Regions from separate parts of the Callithrix jacchus genome. Here region 2 is linked to region 1. Evidence: chromatin contacts called from public Hi-C data. All regions are on one chromosome and are shown on one strand. Each heading gives the region's core, a stretch centred on a gene start, on an enhancer-like site or on the middle of the called end of the contact. The rest is flanking DNA. Distances are from core to core; before and after follow the strand shown. Region 1 overlaps ATG7 (autophagy related 7). Region 2 overlaps ATG7 (autophagy related 7).

Region 1 (7,096 bases), core at 2,927-5,426:
AAAGTACAATTCACCATCTGATATCACCAGCTGGCATTTATTATTCCTACCCAACCCTCACCCTATCACTCCTCAGGACTATGCCCAGATACACACAAAAAACTGATAGCAAGTCACTCTGAGGAGTTTAATCATAACCCATCAACAGAAAAGCCTACTGCATAGTCAATGCTGCAATGAGTATATTAGGGTTGCTAATCACTAATTAAAATCTCAAGATCAGGTTTCTGGGCACATCTTGCTACATCTGCACAGGTCCCAGATGGTATGCAAACCAAGTTTGGAGCCTGATTCTTCGTAACAGGCTGTTCCTGCACTATCACAAAGGTTGTGAGTAACAGAATTGTGCAACAGCAGCAAGAATACTCTGCATAGTCTCCTCTTGCACAGACCTGCTCCTGACTCTGTAGGTCTGAAAAAAGGTTTTGGTCAACTTCTGGGTCCTAGAAACAAGGCTATTAATCCATACAACACCTGAAGGTGCCTAGCTTTACTCCTTATAGCGAAGGAATAGCCATGATACTCAACATACTTCCCCCTCACCAAGAATTGCCTGGGAAAGGGTACCTGGGAACTTTCTGCAGTGATGGTAAAATTCTAATATCTTGATGGGAGAAGTGTGAATTACATGGGTGTATACATTTGTTAAAACTTAAGAGTTGTTTTAAGATTCATGCATTTCACCATATGTAAATTTTACCTAGTAAAAAAGAACTGTGCACAAATAGGCACCGTAGGTTCTAGGTTTATTTTCTGTAGTAGCATGGGCTAGCAACTTTTAAACTACTTTCTGTGTATTTTAGACTTCAGCAAGTGAGTAGATATATCTAGGACAGGGCTGAGTGTGGTGACTCACTCCTGTAATCCCAGCACTTGCAGAGGCTGAGGTGAGTGGATCACGAGGTCAGCAGTTCAAGACCAGCCTGGCAGACAGTGAAACCCTAAAAAATTAGCCAGGTGTGGTGGTGAGCGCCTGTAATCCCAGCTCCTTGGGAGGCTGAGGCAGGAAAATAGCTTGAACCTGGGAGGCAGAGGTTGCAGTAAGCCGAGATCACAGGTTTCTCACTGTTGGAAAAAGCAATTACAGATATGGAAAGGGAATGAGTAGCATCACCAAAAGGGATATAATATATTACATAACTCCTGATGTGAGGAGACAACATCACTTCTTTGGTATTCCCACCAAAAATTCATAACCTCAATCGAATCAGAAGGAAATGTCAGACAAATCCACATTGCAGGAAATTCTACAAAAATAACTGGCAAAATATCAAAACATCGAAGTTAAGAAAGACAAAGAAAGATGAAGTAACTTTTCCAGATTGAAGGAAGCCAGAGAGACATGACAACTAAATGCAATGTTTGATCCTCAGTTGGACCCTGGTCTGGGAGGAAACACCTACAATGAACATTAACGGGCACAAATAACACTGAATATGCAGCCTGGTGATTAGAAAACAGTATTATGCAAACATTAAACTGCCTGAATTTGATAAGGGTATTTTGTTTAGGTAAGAGAATGTCTTTGTTCCTTGGGGTTTACATTGAAGCATTCAAGAGTTGTAAAGGATCACAATGTCTCCAACGTACTCTCAAAATTTCAAGAAAAAATCAGGGAGGGGAAGGGGAGAAGGAGGGATTGGAGGAGGAGAACACATACACATAGAGCAAAACATTAACAATGGGTGAATGTGGTTAAAGTGTATACAGGAGATCCACTTAAAATTATATCAAGTCATCCAAAAATACTCTACTGCCAAAAAATAATTATGTGAAAGGCTAACAATAACAAAGTAACAATGAACTATGAGAAATTCTTTCAGGAATATTGATATTAAAATTCAGGAATATTGATTTTAAAATTACACTTTTCCTCTGGTAGTAATGCCATAATACTCTAGTTAGCTTGGAAGTCCTTGAAGTAAAAAGCAACTCATATAAACTTCAAACAAGGTCTTTTGAAATTTCACTGATAAATACCACCTGTTTAGAAAGTTCTACAAGACAATCAGTAGAAATTGGAATGAAATTGACTCCTCACCACCCACCTCTCCCCCTAATTCTTCAATATTTTTCCTCTAAGATGGAACAATTGACCCCGTCATGTGCCAACCTAAGATCATGTAGGGTAAGAAATGATTTGTGAGTAAATGTTCCGACTTTCCTGCCTTAGAAGCAAAGCACTGTATTCTTCCCCACCTCAGGCTACATCAAAAGCGCTCTCTCTATGTATATATGTGTGTGTGCGGACACATATATACACAGAGAACGAGATGTAAGAGCAATATATATATATATATATTGCTTTGTTTTGTTTTTAATGAGTAAGGTTATGAACAAGCGCTTTATGACTCAGCAGAACTTATTACTTCCCCAATCTGTCTCTGGAGAGTGGGGCGCGGGGCGGCGGGGGGGCGGGGGGGGGGGAGGAAAACATACTGAAAACTACCAAAGGAAAAATTTACTTCATGAATGCCAAAGGAGAAATTTTAAAAAGTAATTTTTAGCCCCAAAGAATCTTTTAAAACAATAATTATGACATGACTCAGTATAAAACGTATTATGCTAAGTATCTATGAAGAAAAAATTCACATACACAAAGATGAAAATGTACTGGATTTGTCATTTCAAACTTATTAACATTGGATTTGCAGATAATAGAGAACGACAATCTCCTAAGCGAATAAAGAAGGTAGACAAGTAAGTAAATGCTGCATTTCTACTGTAAGGAAATACATGCACCAATGAAGCAACCTTTCCAGCACAGAAGAAATTTAATACCCAGACCACATGAAAAGTGATCGCTATGGGAATAGCACAGCTGTTAAAATCCAAGTCAGTTTGTATTAAATCGTCCAGCATGTTTATGTAAATCAGGACCCTCAGAATGACCACCAGGAGGAAATAATTTTCCTAACAAAAAAGTGATACCTATATTTAATTTAAAGCTTATGATAAGTGTGAAAGAAAAATGCCAAGCTATTCTTTTAAAGTATATAAGAAACACCCAGTTAGTTGGTATGCTTGTGATTCTTTTATAAACAGTATCTCAAAGGCTAATTTAATTAGAAATACAACAAGAAAGAATGAGTGTTTGCACTTCACTTAGAGAACCCAATTATCTTTATTTCATTGACTAGCAGATCAATATAAAGCCATAGAAAACCTGGCACCTGTCCCAAATGATTTCAGTATGAAAATTAATACTGCCAAGTTATTTTGAGACCAGTTAGCTCAACCATTCAAAGGGGGAAAAGAACTGCTCCACTAAAGATGTGGTATAATCCTTAAACCTGCATTTCTGAAGATGGAGGTGCACACAGACATCCTTGAGGCCCTGGCTTCAGCACATACACCTTAAAGGAAAACTACAGAAAGAATGAGTTCATGGGTAACTAAAGACAAAGGGTAAGCTTGAAATCTCAACATAGGCACTTGGGATGCATAATGATAAAATGGGCATAGTTTACTTTGGAGGCAAAAAGAAAATAATTAGTTTAAATTTCTGAGCATCTAAATGTAACCAAATTTATCAACATTGCTTGTCAATTTTACATTCACTTTTCAAAGAAACTGGTCAGGATCATGCTTCCCATAAAATATAACCCAAGTACAGTTTTCAAAGAAAGCTTGTCAACTCAGAATAGAGAAAAACGTCCCTAGAATTCTATTTCTTCCACAGTAGCAGACAGATGAAGGCTACACAGAAAAACAGTCCCAAATTATATCTGAGAAGCCAGAGTTGGGGATTGGTGACTACCAACATTATTTTGTATAGCACTTCAACATGAAAATCTTTACTTATCAGCAATCACGAGCCTTAAGAGCCCAGGTCAAGTCACTGGGCATTAGAAGGCTGAAAGGGACACCTGAAAGGAAATCAGCTATCACATACAGTGTACATGTAAAATTCACTCAGACAGCATCTGAAAACCTATTAAAACATAGGATGCCATCACTATAGTTTTGAGATATATCAGCCGTTTCCCATTACGATGGCTAACATACCAGGTCTATTTTTAGAGCTTCTGGAAAGATCAAAGCTAAAGGGGCCCCTTTAGTGGCTTCCCATCCAGGCCCCTAATCTCTGTTTTCTTTTTCTTTGTAATTATGTGGATCTGTGGAAGACTCAGCCAAGGCTGCCTCACCCTGAGAGTACGCTTTAAAAAAATTGCTCTGTGAGGATCCCCGCTAGGAGCGAACCCTCTGGGGAGCAACAAAGAACAGTAAAGTTCAAATTCAAGACAAAATTAGCATGACACAAAGTACTGATACAGAGTTAAAATATTCAACTCGGTCTCCCTACACTATACATTTTCTCAGGCTGGTTTTAAACCACTGTGAGAATAAATACAGATCCATGAAAACAAAGTCCTTTCTGAGTGTTTAGACCCCACCCTTCCCCCACAAAAAGCCCTTAGTTGGTTTCAATGGCTGTAGCTGGTGAGGCTGTGGTCAAATGCTGATTTGCTCACTTTTAAAAACAAGTCCCTCCAATGCAAAATGACTTACTTTGGAAGAACAAGCTGTACATTTGTCAAATGCCAGGCTGACGGGAAGGACATTATCAAACCGTGAAAGAAATCCCCGGATCTAAAAACAAAACAAAACAAAACAATTCACATCAAACACACAATGACCCATCTATAAAATGCATGTCTGGTTTCCGACAAGAAGAAGGAAATGATTAATATGGCAGTCCAGATTGAGATTATGAGCAAAAATAAGTTCGAAATGAGTATTTTCCCTTGTAATGTAATCTGTTTGCAGAAGAGTTATATTAGGTCCTTTATTCCATTAGGAGCCAGGGCTTACAAGCTTTTCAAATATTTCTGGCCTAAAAACAAACTGACTCTAAAATATAAAAAGCAAGCTGTAATATCTAAAGTATTGTTTTAACAAATGTCTTCCAAAATGTAACAGGTCCACTGGTATACTCAACTCTTAGCTCCCATATGTGTTCTAGTGAATATGGGATAAATACACATTTCTACGAAATGATTTTGGGTGGGGTCTCACAAGGGAAGATGACGTGAGGACTGTGGAAGGCAGAAATGGCCCTAAATATATATATATATACAGTTATTTGCTTGATTTGGAATAGAGATAAAATGTAAAACCTCATCAGATTTATGGGAAAACAGCACCACCTTGAGCATGAATTTCTGGACTACAACTTGAGTTACATTTCCAGAGTATCAGCTATAATCAGGTTTCACAAACTATGACTGCAGTCATCTATTCAGAACATCATGGTTCTACAGACTATACTTACACCAAAGAGAAGTTTTAAGCTGTTCTCTATCATAAAAATATGAATGACAAAATGTCTAAATTCTCCATAGGATTTAACATTTATAATAAACCAGACAACACAAATCTTCTCATGAGTTAATTTATTTGACCTTTCCAACTCCCCATTTTATGTTGAAAAACCTCAGTCTCAGAGTGGGGGCTTGGCTCAGGTAAACAGTAAGTAATGGAGCTAAGATTCAAAAATGGACCTCGTGATGCAAACTTGGCCCATGCCTAAGCTTCTCTCTCTGCTTCCCTTCCTTTCATAATGTCACAGCATTTGTCTTCAACACTACCTTTCCTCACAACTTTAACAGCCTTACTTGAATAAACAGAAGACCCAACCTACCCACCCTTTAGCTATCCTATTAACACCATACCCACTCCCTCAAACCCCGCAAGCTGGAAGGAAATGCCTAGAGCAATTTTTTTTTTTGAGACAGAGTCTCACTCTATTGCCCGGGCTTGGGTGCAGTGCCATGGTCTAGGCTCACTGTAACCTCCGCCTCCCAGCTTCAAGCGATTCTCCTGCCTCTTCTCTATTTTTAGTAGAGACAGGGTTTTGCCATATTGTCCAGGCTGGTCTTGAACTCCTGACCTCAGGTGATCCGCCCGCCTCGGCCTCCCAAAGTGTTGGGAGTACAGACGTGAGCCACCGCGCATGGCCTAATATTACACATTTATTCTTATTTCCTATAAATGATATCACCCATGACTGGCTTCACTCAGCATAATATTTTCATCCATATTGTATCATATGTGAGTATTTCATTCCTCTTTACTGCCAAATAATATTCAATTGTGTGGCTATACCACATGTATTTAGCCATTCATCAGCAAATGGGCATTTATCTTGGGAACATACCTAGGAGAATTATTGGGTCATATGATTAACTGTTTAACATTTTGAGGAACTGCCAACTTGTTTTCCAAAGTGATCACACCATTACTAAAATATTAGCTGGGTGCAATGGCTCATGCCTGTAATCCCACCACTTTGGGAGGCTGAGATGGGTGGATCATGAGATCAGAAGTTCGAGACTAGCTTGGCAAACATGGTGAAACCCTGCCTCCAGTAAAAATACAAAAATTAGCCAGGTGTGGTGGCACGTGCCTGTAATCCCAGCTACTCAGGAGACTGAGGAAGGAGAATTGCCTGAACCCAGGAGGTGGAGGTTGCAGGAGCTGAGATTATGCCACTGCACTCCAGCCTCGCGGAAGATGGGAAGGGGTGGGGGGTGGAAGCTTACTAGCAAAGTGTGAGGGCTCCAATTTCTTCACTTCCTTGTCATTACTTGTTATTGTCTCTTATAGATTATAGCCATCCTAGTGTGAAATGGTATCTGTCTATGGTTTTGACTTGCATTTCTCTAATGACTGGATATGTCAACCATCTTTCCATGTGCCTCTTGACCATTTGTGTATCTCTTTTGGAGAAATGATTCTGGATAAAGGTTTCCTATCAAACGTATCATCTGCAAATATATTCCCCCATTCTGTGGGGTTTTTTGGTTTTTGTTTTTGATACAGGGTCTTACTCTGTTCTCCAGGTTGGAGTGCAGTGGTGTGATCTCAGCTCACTCTAGCCTTGAACTTCCAGGCTCAAGTGATACTCCCACCTCAGCCTCTCCAGTATTTGGGACTACAGGCATGCGTCACCACACTCAGCTACTTCTTTCAATTTTCTTTTCTTTTTTTTAAAAAGAGATGAGGTCTCGTTATGTTGCCCATTCTGGTCTTGCACTACTGGGCTCAAGTGATCCTCGCACCCTGGCCTCCCAAAGCATTAGGATTTCAGTCA
Region 2 (6,492 bases), core at 462-2,961, 160 kb before region 1:
TTCCAAGCTTGGCTTTGGCATTCAGGCCCCTATATTTTCTGTAGGAAAAATTCGTTGAGAACACTTTTTTTATATAGGTAATTTTAAGACCATCATTACGCTGTGCGTAAAGAATGTACAGAGAAATTTGTAGGTATTTTTTGAAGAACATTAATTTGTTAATGATATGTAGCTATTTAATTTTTCCCTTTCCTATTGTAATCATTCATATTTTTTGTTGTTTGGAAAAAAAAGTTGATCTTTTTTTTGTCGTAGATTTGTCTGTAAAAGTGCAGGAACACAGTTATTCTATGAGAACACTGCATCTGCATTAATAGCCACTAGTTTGTTATTGCTACAGGCTACTGAGTGTCGTAACAGGACAACATCCCACTGCTGACCGGCTCGGTGGAGGACACTCCTGGGACAGGTCTCTTTGTCAGTGAACAAGGGCGTCACTCTGGGAGGGGTCGGCGGTGCTGGCGGCCGGGTCCCTGGTGCACTGACCTATCTGGGATAGGCAGTACCCTGGAGGGGGCCTCGGGCAGAGGGGGCAGCAGCAGAAAACCAAACAAACATTTCACTGAGAAAGAGCCCCCTCCCTGCTCTAAGAAGGGGCTCCGTGAAGTTCTTCCAGAGCCGCGCCACCTGCAGTGCGCTCTGACCTTCTCTCCGTGTGTGTAAATCTGTAATATACCATTCTCTGTGGCCTGTTTTTCCTGGAAGAAGAAAAAAAAAAAGGTTTGGCAGGCCATCTTTTTTTTGTACTTAAAAGTAGCCTTAAGAACAATAATAAAGTGCTCTTAAACCACAGAGTGTACGTGTGGCTTTTCGAGTTTCAACACTGGGCTGGCGGTGGGGGGTGGACTTGGGCCCTGCACCTGTCCGGCTGTGTCCCCACAAAGCTCCCATGAGCTGAATGACAGCCACTGGAACTTGGACTGGCTACTTCGGGAGAAGCCTCATTTGAAATCTACTGTACTAAAATCCCACTGTTTTAAGAGTCAGCCCAGACTCAATTTTGACTTTGGTTCTGGGCCTAAAAGATGATGAAAGCTGAAAGACTAAAATAGCAGGAAGGGGGCCTCTGGCTCCTACACTGCTCCAGGGACGAAGCCTTCTATATCTTAGAAGGGAGGGGTCAGCGGTCCCAGCAGGACAGGGATGGGGCAGGGTGGGCAGAGGCACCTAGGCCTCCTCTGGGTTTCCACACTCTGCTCTCTGGGCCTCACAGCTGCACACACCCAGAATAAAGAGGAAAATGGCTCTACCATTGGGTAACAGGCAAGAGCTTTCTGACCCATCCTCAGCTGGGGCAGGAAGGGAGCCCTGGCTCAGCCTTCTGGGCCTGGCATGCTCACAGTGGCAGGGATGGGGGAGGAGCTTCATCCAGGATCTATTCCTGGGCTCTTCCCCCAGCCTAAGGCAGGAGCAGAAATTCTCTGCCTCAGGCAGGCAGGCAGGCACAGATGATATGCCCACAGCTGAGGATAGGCCGAGAGGCAGGAAAGCCTTGTCTGGGCGGCTCACTCTGTCTGCGGTGGAGATCTGGGGTCACTGGGATGAGCGTGGCCCTTTAGTCCTGCACCCTGCTCAGCTCTCCTTCCCTTTCCCCTCCACCAGGGCCAGGCTGCAGTGCACTCACAGGGTCCCACCCTGCCCAGGGCCCCCACAGGAGGAGCCTGCAGTGGGGTTTGTGGCCCATGGGCGGAGCAGGTTGCTTGCTTCCCCATTTGATCTGTGTTGGGCCACCCCCTGGGGGCCGAGGGATAAGGATCGTGGGGGCTTGGCTATCAAACACTGATAAGAAAAGAAAACTGCACGGAGGGACCATCAAACACTGATAAAAGAAAACTGCACGGAGGGACCAAGTCCCAGGTCAACAGCAAGGCCAAAGCCAAGGTTATTATTTAGCTCTGAACTGGCTGCATCGTGAATCCCCAAGCAGTGCCGAACACTGGCTGCTCCTGGGCAGTGGAGGGGGTCCCAGTTCTCAGGGTATGGAGAGGAGACTGGAGAGATTGGAGGGGCCCGGGGCTCAGAATCACCAGGCCCAGGGTTAGCAGTCCTGCTCCGGTGACAGAGTGCTCCTCAGCAGGCGGCCGGGAGACGTCAGTCCCACACACAGGGCCGGCTCAGAAAGTCTCATCGTCGCTCATGTCCCAGATCTGCGTGAAGAAGGGAAGAGGCTCAACCGAGCTGTCCCACCGCCCCATGGTGCACACTGATGCTTCAAAATCACAGCAGTCAGGGCAGCTCCCATGTGCAGAACACTCCCTTGTGTCTGAGTGACTGTCACCCCGTTTCTCTACAAGGAAACCAAATCTCAGAGAGGTTACTTTACTTGACCAAGGCCTCACTAGTGTGTGAGCCACCTGGGAGAACCAACAGAGGAGGCTGGGGCAGGCTGGGATTTGCAGTGGGGATGTGCCTCTGCTCACCTCCTGCATGCAACTTGGGGGCCCATCCCGGACCCCGCCAGTCCCTGCTCACCCTGGCTTCTGCAGCACTCACCCCCACCTCAAGCCAGCTTGTTCTCCTTGCAGTCCACCTGCCCTCTGGAAGGCAAGCTCTCCGAGGGCAGGGATTTCTGGTGTGGGCATGTGCTGCCTCAGAAGGCTGTACCCTGGGCACCTGCTCTGCTTTCCCTCTAACTGTAGGCCAGTTGTCCTCACTGCCAACTCACACTAGAGAACTGACATCATGATGCTCAAGAGCAAGCCCTCCCCACCAGTCAGGATGGAGGTGGCCTGGAGCAGGGCAGTGGAGATAGAGCCTGCCACGGTCCCTCAACATGTGTCCTCTGAGCCTTGCTGTGAACCTGGGGAGCGGGAGGCCCCAATGTGGCTGTGAGGAGAACTGAGGAATGCCCAGCAAGAGACTCCCCACCTCCATGGGCCCAGGCCCATTCACTCCCTGCGGTCCCTGGCATGAACCCCACCCCCAAGGAGAGAGCCTAAGGCCAGCATAGCAGGTCCGATGGCTCCTGGCACCCTGGGCTCCCTGGAGGGCCAGTCTCTGAACCTACCCCTTCAGACTTTGAAAATTCCTAGAATTGGTTGCAAAAGGCCACCTCAGTGCTAGCAGAGCTGAGAGAAGGAACAGTGTGTTTACACGAGGCTGGCCCGGGGAGACGGAGGCCTGGCCAAGGTAAATATCAACACCAGCTTGGCTTTCAAAGTCAAGGACGTGGAAAATAAATAGACGGAAATTTCCTCTCTCCTGAGGACCCAGCTCCCAGGCTGAGGGGTGGTGGGCAGCCCTCTCACGGCCCCCGTCTCCCCTGAGGCCCAACTAAGCTCTTGGGAAGGGACTGTCAAGTCAGCCCAGATGCCAGCTCAGCCAGGCTGTGAAAGGGCAGGTCTGGGGTCCAGCAACCAAGTGTCCGTTTCTCTGGGTCAGGTCCCCACAGAGCTCATCCTCAGTGTGGCTGAAAACTCCCTTAGCGTGGGACTGAGCAGTACAGGGCGCGGTGGCTGCGTTTCTAGCACAGATTATAGGATCAGCACCCTGATCTGCGGGTTCTGATGGTCTAAGTGGAAGAAACTGAGCCCCTGGAGGGTTTGCCAGCACAATCCATCCATTCTTCCATTCTCCCACTCCATGAACACACATTCATGAAGACTACTCTGTGCCACGTGCTATGTAGACCTGCTGCGGATACTCTCTAACTCCTCACATCTACCTGTGAGGTGCAGATGGAAACAAGCCCAGAGAGCTAAGGCAATTGGCCTGAGATCACAGAGCAAGCAAGCTTCAGTGCTGGGAACAGGGGATGTGGAAAAGCGCTGGGTGGGCTACCTGGAGGAGGGGGCTGAGGTGGGGGATAATGGGACAAGATGGAGAATGAAAAGGGTGAGCTTTGTGGGCCGTGTCCTCTGGGACCTCCAGCAGCCTCCTGGGGAGCTACCAGCCTGAGCAGGGCAGTGTCAGTGCCAAACAGCAGCAGTGCCCTCTGAAAATGGGTGGACGGACTGAGTTCATAAAAGGACTCAGGCCTGGGCAGGGGCTGGGCTTTATAAGAAAGTAGGAACTTTCAGGGAGGCTTTATCCACTTTACCAGATTTTGAGCTATGGGGAAGAGGCATAGGTGCTTGGCCACACTGGGACTGGGTGGCCTGGGACTGGCCCTGGAGGGTGCCTGGCTGACCCCTGGCTCCTGGACAGATTGAGCCGCTGGAGGGGCTGCTGCTGCTGGCAGTGCCCGAGCTGTGCAGGGGATCCTGCGAGACACCCAGAGGGCTTATTGTGACACGGTTCTACAGAGCGGGAAGCCGGGCAATGGATTTTACATAACCACTCGGGGATTTTCCAGAGTGAATCCTTCAGGCAGGGACGGGCTCAGAGGGCAGCAGCTGTCTGCATTTGAAACCTCAGGAAACAACCTAGAACAAGGACTCCTGGGGATATGGACAGGGACTGGAGTGGGACTGGATCTGCGGGCGCCCTACTGTGTCCTCACCACAGCTTTGTCCTTGGCAGGCCACCTGGTGTGGGGAAGAGGAACAGTGAATGTCCTCTAAATGAATGAAAATTATAGTAAACTGGCAGATTTTCAAAAATGTTAATACTCAGTGCTGACAAGGGTATGGCTAAACACTGCCACAAGAAGAGTATGAATCGGTACCGTATTTACAAGATTTGGCAATAAGTAATATAAACCTGTAAAAGCATTCAACCCTAAGGAAAAGACAAATGATCTTTTTGTAGGTAATATCCAAGTACACCTGGAAACCACAATAAAATAAATGCTAAGATGAATACCAATAAAAAAGTATTGGGGTAAGAGCAAGATGAAATTGACAACAACCAATTAAAACCAATAAGCAATTATAACCACATGTAGTACAAACAATATTTAGTTCAAAACAGAATGAAAGAGGCTGGGTGTGGTGGCTCATGCCTGTAATCCCAGCACTTTGGGAGGCTAAGGTGGGTGGATCATTTGAGGTCAGGAGTTCAAGACCAGCCTGGCCAACATAGCAAAACCTCATCTCTACAAAAAATTTTTTAAAAACCCAACATTTCTACTAAAAATAGTTAGCCAGGTGTGGTGGTGGGCACCCATAATCCCAGCTACTCGGGAGGCTGAGGCAGGAGAATGGCTTGAACCCAGGAGGTGGAAGTTGCAGTGAGCTGAGATCGTGCCGCTACACTCCAACGAACAAAGAAAAAACTAAGAGAGAAGAACCCATTATATTGGCCAGACACAGTGGCTCACGCCTGTAATCCCAACACTTTAGGAAGTTGAGGGGAGTGGATTGCTTGAGGCCAGAAGTTTAAGGATCATTTGAGGTCAGGAGTTCAAGACCAGCCTGGCCAATACAGCAAGACCTTGTCTCTATAAAAATAAAAAAATATATATATATATATATTATAAAAGCAATGAAAAAGATAAACACATGGAACTGAACCTAACATTAGATGTACAGAATCCATATGAAACCTCTGAAACAGCTGCAGCAGTCCTAGAAGAATCTCACCTGGGAAAGACGTAAACTAGAGTAGATAGAGCCACACCCATTGTTTTTTGACATTCATAAAGATGTCAGCTTTCTCAAAGTGAATACATTAGCAAAGTCTCAATTTTCAAAAATCAGCAAATGTTTTCTGGAGCCAGCTGAGCTGGTTCTAGGCTACGTGGAAAAGCAGGAAGCAGAGACACCCAGGAAACCCTCTGAACAGAAGAGCGGCGAGAAGCCCCCACTGTGGGCAGAAGGAGACACCATGAAGCCCCCTAAAAGGTGAGGGGGTGTGAGCATGGGAACACTCGGATGGCCAGCAGGACATGGTGAGTACAGAAATGAGAGAAGACCGTGTCCAAGAACATGTGGAAATACAGGATTTTAATGATACAGGCCTGGGGAGCGCCATCACAGCTCATTAGGAAAAGATAGACTTTTTCAATAAATGATATGAAAAGAAGTAGAGTCACTTGGAAAAAGAAAATTGATCCCACGCCTCACCCCACACGTTAGTATCAACTCCAAATGGGATGAAGATTAAAATGTTAGAGAAAATAAAGCCATAGAATACTAGATACAAACGCGCGTGAGCTCATTACAGCCTGGGAGTAGAGAAGGCCTATGATCCCAAATCCATAAGCAACAAAAAACAGAAACACTGGACTCTAAAAACTCATGCATACAACATGCATGGGAAAACACAGTCAAAAAGACAAACAGCAACCTGGGAGAAAACATCACAGCACCATGAAGGGCTCATCTCAGTAACAGACAGAGAGCTCTTAGAATCCAAGAAGAGAGGCCAGGCACGCCTGTCATCTCAGCACTTTGGGAGGCTGAGGCAGGAGGTTCACTTGAGCCCCGGAGTTCGAGACTAGCCTGGGAAACATACGAAGACCCTGTCTGTACAATTTTTTAAAAATTAGCCAGGTGTAGCGGTATGTGTCTGTAGTCCCAGCAACTCAGGAGATGGGAAGATGATGTGAGCTCGGGAGGCAGAGACTGCAGTGAGCCGTGATTGCACCACTGCACTCCAGCCTGGACAACA

Evidence for each region. A called contact is a pair of places that touch in the nucleus more often than the background predicts.
Region 2: a contact with region 1 is called in a Hi-C map of skeletal muscle, with 2.7 times the contacts expected there. The contact joins two enhancer-like sites. A contact is called at or near these places in 2 of 3 Hi-C or Micro-C datasets (both in skeletal muscle).

Annotation. Positions count from the first base shown.
Region 1 is chr15:68,607,706-68,614,801 of calJac240_pri, reverse strand. It overlaps ATG7 (autophagy related 7), which reads right to left. Exons shown (of 17, transcript XM_078351659.1): 15 at 4,513-4,593. Among named protein-coding and RNA genes, the nearest start is that of ATG7, 110 kb to the right of the region's middle. Within about 2 kb of position 4,176, at least 4 of the 16 cell types and tissues checked have an H3K27ac peak or open chromatin away from gene starts, as enhancers often do. A contact at or near this core is called in skeletal muscle, where this site is marked.
Region 2 is chr15:68,762,565-68,769,056 of calJac240_pri, reverse strand. All of the region lies in intron 16 of ATG7 (autophagy related 7), which reads right to left. It overlaps VGLL4 (vestigial like family member 4), which reads left to right. Exons shown (of 6, transcript XM_035273655.3): 6 at 1-792. Among named protein-coding and RNA genes, the nearest start is that of VGLL4, 170 kb to the left of the region's middle. Within about 2 kb of position 1,711, at least 9 of the 16 cell types and tissues checked have an H3K27ac peak or open chromatin away from gene starts, as enhancers often do. A contact at or near this core is called in skeletal muscle, where this site is marked.